2 separate regions of the Dromaius novaehollandiae genome follow, and region 1 is linked to region 2. A link is a contact called in public Hi-C data. All regions are on one chromosome and are shown on one strand. Each heading gives the region's core, a stretch centred on a gene start, on an enhancer-like site or on the middle of the called end of the contact. The rest is flanking DNA. Distances are from core to core; before and after follow the strand shown.

Evidence for each region. Hi-C and Micro-C count contacts between places; a contact is called where the count stands out from the background.
Region 1: a contact with region 2 is called in a Hi-C map of brain, with 11 times the contacts expected there. The contact joins two enhancer-like sites. A contact is called at or near these places in 3 of 4 Hi-C or Micro-C datasets (brain, liver and ovary).

Annotation. Positions count from the first base shown.
Region 1 is chr3:98,211,909-98,217,156 of bDroNov1.hap1, forward strand. PRKCE (protein kinase C epsilon) reads right to left here. Exons shown (of 15, transcript XM_026121196.2): 7 at 2,254-2,396; 8 at 929-1,025. Among named protein-coding and RNA genes, the nearest start is that of EPAS1, 160 kb to the left of the region's middle. Within about 2 kb of position 3,358, at least 2 of the 2 cell types and tissues checked have open chromatin away from gene starts, as enhancers often do.
Region 2 is chr3:97,941,093-97,945,964 of bDroNov1.hap1, forward strand. No RefSeq gene overlaps it. Among named protein-coding and RNA genes, the nearest start is that of TMEM247, 35 kb to the left of the region's middle. Within about 2 kb of position 3,604, at least 2 of the 2 cell types and tissues checked have open chromatin away from gene starts, as enhancers often do.

The DNA.
Region 1 (5,248 bases), core at 2,108-4,607, 270 kb after region 2:
TCTGGGCTCAGAGATTTACAGTAAGTATTGTCATGGAGCTTTGGAAGTTTTTTCCCCCTCAAAATAAGGGTGAGAAATCTCTCAGCTGTAAATAATTTGCCAAGAATCTGACACAAAAGTATGTGCCTTCCTATCTCTTGACGTAAAGAAGATTTTTCATACACCATTGTATACACAGGATGGTACATAAAGATACCTCACACACTATCTGATTTTTAAAAACATAGAGCAGACTAGATTCTGAAAGTGCTGCTGACATATGCACTCTGTCAGTCAGGCTATTCAGTTCAATAAAATCAGGTCACATCATTGAGGGTTACAATATTTGTTTCTAAATGAATGCATGAAAAGAACGACTGACAAGAAACATGGTTTTATCTTCATAAAACCATCTCTGTATCTTCATATCTTCATCTTTATCTCTAAAGACCACACAGACATTCTACCACAGTCTAATCAGATGGAAGTTGTTATTTTCACAAACACTCAACAAGGAATTGCAAAAAGACAGTTTCATCTCAAAAACTTATTAACTATCCTTCAGATAAATAAAAGCTTGCTCAGGACCCGTGGTACTATCTAAAATGTTCCTACACTTACAAGAGAAAATATATTCTTCTTATGCAAAGGCATTTAGTGAGGCACAGGCTCATTCAGTAAAATTAGCAATATGTTAAGATGACTGTTTTATAATTTTCACTTTGAAAGCCATTTAATTTTACAGGTTTAAATGAAACAAGAAGCAGGCCTCTTTAAAAGATTTTTACATTTCATAACTTTCTTAGTAGATGCTCCATTTTTTGGTGGTAACTACTTGTTGATTTGGATCTACAAAGGCTGGAGCTGATTGCAATAGCAATTTTACTCCTCATAGTCAAGGATATTAAAACAATATGTATCAGTTAGGAAATAAGAAAAGTTATTCAACCTTGATCACATGGAGAAGTTGGTGCTGACTTCGACCTATCATCTTCCGTTGATGCGGTTCCAGGAACTTGTTGTTGAGTCTCTGCACCTGCAATCAGCTAAGAACAATTCCAAAAGGGGTACTCAGCAATGAGATCCTCCAGAACAGAGTGCCAAGAGGAAATTTAATTTAATAACATTAATTCATGAGTAGAAAGTACGGAGGAAACTCAAGATGTTCTAGCCTTGATGAATCTCCCTGGCTGGACCACAACCCATACAACATATGGCATCTCTTCAAACACAGACCAGACTATAAACAGAAAAAGAGCCAGAAATTCAGAAAAATGAAAGTTCTTAAGAAGAATTAAATGTAATAATCATACTCAGTGAGCAGGAAAGTTTTTGAATAGCCACCCTGAGCCTGTGTATAAATCTATCTGGTAAATACATTTAACTACATCAAATATCAACAAGCACTACAAACTCACTAATGAAATAAGAACATGGCAATTTGCTTTCTCAGGAGTCACAGTTCAATTTATTTATTTCTGAGTTTTCTATGTTTCTGTATCATTTTCAAGGAGTGTACAGGGGGGCCAAGAGTGCAATAACCAGGAAAATGAGGCTACAGCAGAACAGAGAGACAATATTTTATGAAAGTATGGTAAAATTTCTCTATTTCTGTAAGTGAGAGCAATGGTTCTGTTGTCACAACCATGCAAACACAGATAGAAAGTGTGGTCAAATTCTCATCCAGGATACACATTATGAAAACAGAATAGTTCCATCAAATTTGGATGTACACAAGGTGACCTATACTTCCTGCTCCAAGAACAACAGCCTAGTTCTTCCTATAACAGTGACGATAACTCTGGATCCAATTAACTCTGGAACCACCAGCTGACAAACAGTTCCTCTTTATGAGAGTCAGCATACTGGTCATTTATCAGCATTTATGAACATTATCGTGAAGTAGTGTAGTGTTTCAACCAATCAGTTTTTCCACACCAATTCTGAGACAGATAGTCATTTATGTTTTCACGAATGGTTGTGTCGGACCTTGTCTTTCTGTCAAATCTTCCTCCTCATTTAAAGAGAGTAAATCTTTCCAGGCTATATAGCCTCCAGGTTTGCAAAACTCTACTACATCAAAATAAATTTCACAATGAAATTCAGAATAGATGATCTGCATGTATAAATCAAGAACCAAAATCTCAGTCCTGCATTGATCTAAAAAAAAAATTTTTGTGCAAGTCAAGTGAGCGGGATTCCACCCTAACTATTAAAGTTAAAATGAAGACAGGCTTATCTCACTTTTTATGCGACACTAAATAGTTAAATTACCTTTTTCCGTCTCTGCCCACTATTAGTAATCTTATCTGGAGTGACTCCAAGATCTGCAAGAACTTTAGCTATGCCTCTAGCATCCACTCCGCAGTTTGGTGCCACATTTGTTTCACAGCGTCGATGTACATTCATCTTGCAAACTGCAGCGAAATGTGTCAGGAAAAAAAAATCTTAAGTAAATGAAATATTACCTTAGCATGCATTTTGTCTCACTTAGATCAGACCTTATTGGATCTAACAATATCTTTTTCAAACACAATGCAATTTCAGTAGAAAAATATTTAGCTGGATTTACAATGGCACTTGGAATGGAAATATAAAATGATTAACCTGGTTATCATTCTTCTGCTACGAGCATCCAGAACAGTGGCTTCAGACAGTCCCCAAAACAGACATGGGAACAAAAGAAAACACTTAATGATTCTATAAATCTTAAATAGAGTTCGAACTACAAAAAACCTTCAGAGCTTAGATTTTATAACCATTCACTGCTCTCACTCTGTCAGAGCAACGTAAGTCCTTCATATTATTAATGCCTCTTACTCTATTTTACTCAAGAAGATTAACTCCTGCTATAGTCAGGCATAAAATCAAGAGTGTTTTATTAGAAGTCTATAGCACTATCAAACTGCCTCTGTCTTTAGATCACAATCCATTTACTACGGTCTTCCTCTTAAATACCTTCACTAGCATATTAGTAAGGGGAAAAAAGTTACATTGCTTCCCGGTGTGGGGGAGAACACATCTGATCCATTACAAATAACAGAGAATGATTTTGTCAGGAGTCAGGGAACACCTTTTATCTTAGACTTCACTGCCCTCTTGTGGAACAAGGCATAAAGAAAGCAAAACTCCCAAGTGTAATAAAGTACTATATTAACACTCAGTCGGTCAAATTTCTCACTTCATTACTTTCATTAGACAAAAAAAATCAAAAAAGGTATGTATTTCTAAAGCTATATTTTTATTATATTGTTAGCCAACAAAGTTTTCAACAGAGTTTTAACGAGATTAAAAACAGCTGTGCGCATAGGCATTATTTATGAGGTAACCATAAGCACTTCAGAAAGCAGGTGCCTTTGATTTTCAAGTGCCTTTCTGCTCACCAGAATAACAAGAAGAAATTGCTATGCATCGTATTTTCAAGGCAAGTGTATCTGGTGACCAAAGCTTAGTGGCAAGTCAAATATTTGACTTGAGACCCGTAATAGCAGACATACAGGAACTGAACTGCTTGAAATAAAGAAAGCAGGAAAATTTTGTATACTCCAACTCCATGCAAATGTTTTGTAAAAAGAAGTACAGGAATAAGCAGTGAAAAAATACAGGAATAATTGCCTGGAATACGCTTCTCATGATGCTATGCATCTGGAGATGCTATGCATCTGGTGATGCTATTGCACTGGACATGCAAGTACATCTCTGAAGAAGGGAGCACTGTTCGACAATTGTTAAGAGAGAAAACAAAGCACAGGGAAAATTACATTTCCAGCTCAGATGAGTTCTAGATTTCATGCAGACCATGCCATATTTTGTAGGCACAAATTTTATGACCATATAGAAAGCAACATAGGCTCTCTGAACTAGTGTTTGTATGCATCTCCTATACTGTATATTCATACACGAGATAAACATTATTTCCAACAGTTAACAGAAAATGAGCCAGTATGGTACTTGAGAGAGAATATGACAACAAACTAATGTATTCACAGATTAAGCAGAGAGATACTATAGCTTTGATTAAAAATTAAAGAGCAAAAGAATCGGGTTTAATTGAAAAATCTTCTCTGAACATAGCTCCACTATAATTAAGATAGCTTTTGAATAAAATCTTTAATAATAGTGAAGTAACAGTATTTAGAGTCTGACATTATATCACTGAGCACTAGCTGGAACCACAGGGGAAGGCTTAAACTCCAGAATGCTCTTTATCATGTATCACTTTGTCATGAGACAATCTTCTTTCCCTTGCTGGTCAGCAATTTGTGACTTGAAACATTAGGTCACAAATAATTCACATATAATTATGTCTTATATCGAATAACTGCAAAAGATAAATTTTATTAATAGATTACAGGGTTTTCCACATACACAACTCAGTGTTTCTGCCCCTTAGAAGAGCACATAATGTCTTTTTTATATTTATGAATATGAACCTACCCATTCATAAAGGTGCCATAATATGAAAATGTTTATAATTCCATTAGGTACTACTTCCTAAGGATCTGACATAATCTTCAGGACATCATTTGCATAAATGCACTAATTACAGCAATTTACTCATTATTTTAAAAACATTACATTTCTTTGCAAGTGTATGTACTGTTTTCTCCTCATTTTAGAATATATATCTCTGCTTCAAACAAGGAAATATGTATCCAACTGTTTCTATTAGTTTCCTTCAGAAACTTCATAAGCAGTCCAGTATATATAATCCATGAGCTACAGAACGTGATGAATCCTTTCCTTTCTGAACAGAGGGGCTAGGCAGATTATCACAAAGCATGATTTAGCTAGATATAAAAAAACCTCATGTTCTGGGTATGGTGCAACATTTGTTCTGCCTAGCCTTCAATACATACAGTCATTTTTGAAGATGATAAAGGAAAAAAGCAGTGTAAAGTGGTACTGCATAAGCCATCCTACCAGAATAACAATTTCAAAAGTTTAACAACCACCACTACAACCCTGAGAACACTGAAGGCATATGAGCTGATGGGATGTAAATTGTCATGCTCCTAATTTTATGTCAACTTCTAATTTCCTATGTGGCAATAAACCTACACAGCTGCCAGTGCAGAATTTGTTTCTGCACCTTTGTTGTCTACATCCACCATTGGCTTGTATCGCATCTTACCACCATGGCAACACCCACAACATTCTGCTGTTTGCTTTCTATTAATTTCTGTACATCCTAGAAAGGACAGAATGATTTTATGGGAGTAACATAATTTTTGATTACAATAGGGAAGGTCTTTCCAAGTCTACTGCA
Region 2 (4,872 bases), core at 2,354-4,853:
CATATGGAGCATAATTTTGCTCCATTCCATAGGATATCCTGAGGTCAAAGGGGAGATTCTTGCAATGATCTGTGTTTCAGGGCTAGCCAAATATACCCTTGGTGTCAAGGGTAAACCAACGGAGGGAAGACACCAAGGCTTACAGAAGGAAGGCAATCCAGTACAGCGCTGTTAGCAGCTTGATAAGACTACAACAGCTTAACTTGTTTTCAGGGAGGTCTTGTCCAGACTGAGCCTGCCTAACTTCAGATTGAGAATCAGAAGGGGCTAAGTTACCTTTTGGCTTGTCTGGGTTCCTGTTGTTTGCAACTTCTTAAAGAAATGATGGAAACTTGGGATCACCCCAGTTTGATCTGGCTTCAGTATCTGGGCCAGATGAGGATTTAAAAGAGCTTTTAACTATCACGTATTCCAAACAGCATTCGTCAGCTCACTGAGTTGGTATCTGTTGCCAGTCTACCGTAATTTCAATGGAGAAAATGGTTGTTTTGTTTTTTGGGTTTTGTTTGTTTGTATGTTTGTTTCAGGAGAAGCAAGGAAATTAACTCTTTAGTCATCTCACCAAACCTTAAAATATGCCCAGCTAAAAAGGGGGTATTCTTAATTTCTATGTCTGACAGGGCTAACTTTTCAAGGGTGAAATAGGTTATCTTCTGTGTTCTTTCTGTATAGTGAACAATCCTGTCGATGCTTGAACATGCCAAGCTTATGTTCTCTTACCCCACCAGTGTTGGAGAACATTCTCAAGGTAGTAGGAGCATATTCTTTTAGAAGCCTAGAGGGGGTGGAAAGTAACTAAGGCCTCGATCCTTAACTCAGAGGTACTGAATCTGTAGTTAATCTAATAGAAAGAGTTTTAGGAGCATCCTTTGCTAAGGTGCTTTAGACTAGGCAAAGGTAGAGTAAATTTTCTAAGACTGGTTATTCTTCTGACACTTTGCTACCATCTGAACTATAACAAGTGCTATTCTGATTGGATCTAACCTAGAATTATTGCTGCAAGGTTTAGCCTAGATTTTGAATTTGTACGTAAGCTTCAGTTTCTGAAATCCTGTGGTAGATTATGGTTCACTTAGCTCTTCTGTACCAAAAATGGAAATAACTAGCTAGCCAGATATCAGTAATGTTTTTTATTATATCTTACTACATTTTAAAGACCAGGGCAGTCTGAAAGGACTTATGCAGAGAGGTCTGGAACATTTTCTGGTATTTCCAGACTCCAGAGAAGTCAAAGCATGTTTCAGGTGAGGCACTGGGCTGAGCTTACTCTCTTGTCCCCACTTTTTGCTGGAGAGGAAAAGCAGCTGCAGGACAGGCAGATCAGCCTATCTTTTAGCCTCTGCTCCACCAAGGTGTTAGGTCTGATGTGGCTGTGTCAGAGTCCTCCTTTGTCCAGGATCTTCTGCCACCTGACATCCTCCTGGTTCCTTCTTTTCAATTCGAGAAGGAAGGAAGAAGCAGGCATGGTTTCTACAAGAATATTTCTCATACTGTCCAAATAGCTTTCTGTTCTCACCCTTCCTGCAATGATTCTCTTGCTCAACATTCATTGCTACCCCCTTGGTGTCATTTTTCATTCAAAGAGATCCCAGTCTTGATCTACCTTTTCCCTCCCTGTTTATTCTCTTCAGGCTTATTAGCGTCTGGATCACCAATGCTCCTCCACATCAAGCTCCAGCTTCAGGCAGAGGCAGATGGGGACAAGGAGCAAGTGGGAGAGGACAAGGAGGCAGTAGCCTGGTGGAGTGGAAGATTTCTTCCAAAAAGGCTGGGAATGATTGCTCCAGGAGATGCATTGAATGTCAGAATTTTGCCTTACTCTCTCTTGCAGTATCAGGGCAACATCTAGAGGCTTTTGATCTTCTGAAGGACAGTGTCCTCAGGGTCTTCTTCTATGGTGATGGGAGGCTGCCTTTATCAAGTTTGTAAGATAGTTTAGTTGGCCAGTGACAGGCAGGCTCATGTGAAATGTACCCCCTTGAAGTAATTGCCCCAGGTGGTTGTTCAGAAGGCTTCTGTGGTAGATTGAAGCTACAGAGTGCCCTGTCTGAGAGAGAAAATGAGAGAGACCCAATGCCAGTGTGAAGACCATTTTTATAAGAAGAAAAACGGGGAGGAAAAAGGTAGATCAAGACTGGGATCTCACAGTGGGGTGCAGCTAAAGATTGCATCATGAGATAAAATGTTTGCTAGTCAAAACAGGCAGCAGACATATAACTTGCTAAGCCCCTGGAACTGCTTACTGATATCTGGTTTCCTGTGTGGTTCCTGGTGTCTAATAACATGGTTGAGCTCTGGCTGCAGTCTGTCCCCCCATGAGGGTATAAAGGCTGTCCTTCCTTTCCCTACCTATTGTCATGACTCTTACAAGACCTTAATATCCCTGAGACCTCTGTCTGTCTCTCCAAATGTGGTTGAAATCATGCAGCTAGATTAAAAGAAAAAGAAAAAAAGAGGAAAAAAACCACCACCACCCCCACTCTGATGAGAGGGGCAAGGAATATGGCAGAAATGACTGACTTGGTGGCTTCCACTTCAACAGAAGTGGAAAGACTTTTACAAGAGCTCAGCTTTTGCATTACTGAGCTCTTCTGAAATCTGATGACCTATTTTGATGTCAGACTGAAGGTAGCGCTCATCTGAAAACCCTTAGCCGCTATCTTTAAAAATCGTGTTTCATGCATGATATAAAAATGTCCTCAAATGAGCTATGTTCAAATTCATGCCTCATCTTCTCAGCTTCTAATTTGCAGGAAGCTAGTTGGGATTTTTTTTATCTGAGATATTTCCCCTGTGTCAAATGTGATTGAAATTGGCTAGCAGATTGAAAAAGTAGTAGGACAGGCTCTAAAAATGTACCTTGCTGCTTTAGAAAAGGAGTAAAAATCTAGCAGAGTTCAGGGATAGTCTTGTAAATGCTCTTCTTTCCCCTGCTGGAAATAAGCTGACAACTTAAAGCCTGTTTGACTTTGCTGACATACAGGCGAATACAGAAGTAAGACTGGAAATTTACAGGGAAAGGCGAAGTGTCCTCTTTCCGCTCAGCCTCACGGAGTGTTCTCCAAAAGGTGGCAGTCTCTGCTAGCAGGAGGGTGTTGCTCTCTGGCAGATGGATGGTTTTCCTTAAGGTTCATTCAGTTGTGAGTTGTGTGTTGGTTTTCTTCCTCCCCTCCTCCCCCATAACCTTTATCTTTCAAGTGAGACCAGCAGCCTGTATATTTGACAAATATTTGTCTAGTACTGTAAATGCATACAGACTTTAAAATGACCTTTGAGTTAAACCAGAGCAATTCCCACACAAAAGGAATTAGTTCTAGTTATTTTTTTTCTTAAAAGCTGTATAAACAGAAATTATTAGAATGCATGCTGTGAGTGCTACATCTCCGCCTCTGTGGCTGAAGCTCCACAACTTTTTTTTAAATGTCGTCACAGCTACAACCGGTCCCTAAATACCGTGCCAAAGGCCCGCTCCTGTGCTCTCCCGTTAAGCAAAACTTCTTGACTTCTGACCCCGAACTGAGTGAGCGCTGGAGACCTGGAGGGCTGTGTCATCATTCAGCCTCGGTGCAGCTGGCAGCCTTTCCTAAACGCCAGCGTTGCTCTGATGGCGCTGTGTTTTACTTCCCGAGCCGGCTGCTCAGGTCGGGCTGTTCCCAGCGGCACTGCCGGGCGTGCGGCAGCTGTGATGAGCCTGGGGGTTCTCTGGCCAGCCCCAGCCAGCCGACAACGTGGGGCTGGGGGGAAAGAGTTCATACCCTCATGTCTCCATCCCTCCTGTCCCCCCCCCCCCCCCCTGCATCCTGATACACATGATTTCCTCATCTGGTTCTCCAGTCCTCTCCCTGGAGAGCTCACAATGAATCTAAGGAAAGGAGTGGAAAATGCCTAAAGAAGCAGCTAATTCTGTCCTTCCATTTGGGGACAAGAAACCCAAGTTTACCTCCTGGGACATTCTCCAAGGCATGCACTGGTTGTTGCTTAAAAACAAATGGAAAACAGACTTTACAGAATGGACCTTTTGCAGTCTGGAGCCTGGCAATTATATTTCAGCGCCCTTTTGAGATCAGGTTAAATTAGCAAGGATATTCTAGAAATGTAAATTCACTGGGCCTGATCTCTTTTCTACTGTTCAGGCACTCTAAAGGAGCTTTGTATTTACAGCACAACAATTTCCATGTCTGTCTGGATGGAATAAGAGGATCTTCATATGAATAATAATTCAAACTAGCATGGTTCTGTTAGAATTTGCATTTAACATCACAGAAATGTTTTTATCGGTGACTCTGTTCCCCGACTGCCTTCTCTCTTTTCTCAAAATATTCACTGCTTAACAAATTTGATTTGTCTTCACTCAAAAGCTAGATGATTTAGAGTGAGAACCTGTTGTGTTTTGTTGTTTGTTTGTTTGTTTAAAGAATGAGTTTGTCTGCCAGACCCTGAGGAATCGAGGAGAGTATCTGAATTTTGCACTTATCACTCCTGATTTTCAGAGACGCTTTGGTTCCGCTGTTGTCCACACTGAAGCTTCCCAGGATGGAATAAATAGACAAAAGCTGACAGCACAGAAAACGGCTAAGGGTTGTTTCACATCAGAAAAGATAGAGCAGAAATAGAGAAGATTCAGAGCAGAGCAGCAGTGATTATCGAAGGTAGGGAACAGCTTCTGTACTATGGTGGATTAGCTTGGGACTGCTTTTTGTGGAAAGAAGCCACCGAGAAAGGATGTGACAAAAATCTTTCAATGCCACAAGCAAGGAGATGATGAATTGATTGTTTACTGCTTCTTGCAATATGAGACCCAGAGGGCATTAAAAACTTTAGGCTTAGGTTCAAAGCAACAAACAGTGGTTTGTAGCAGTATCTAAGCTGTTG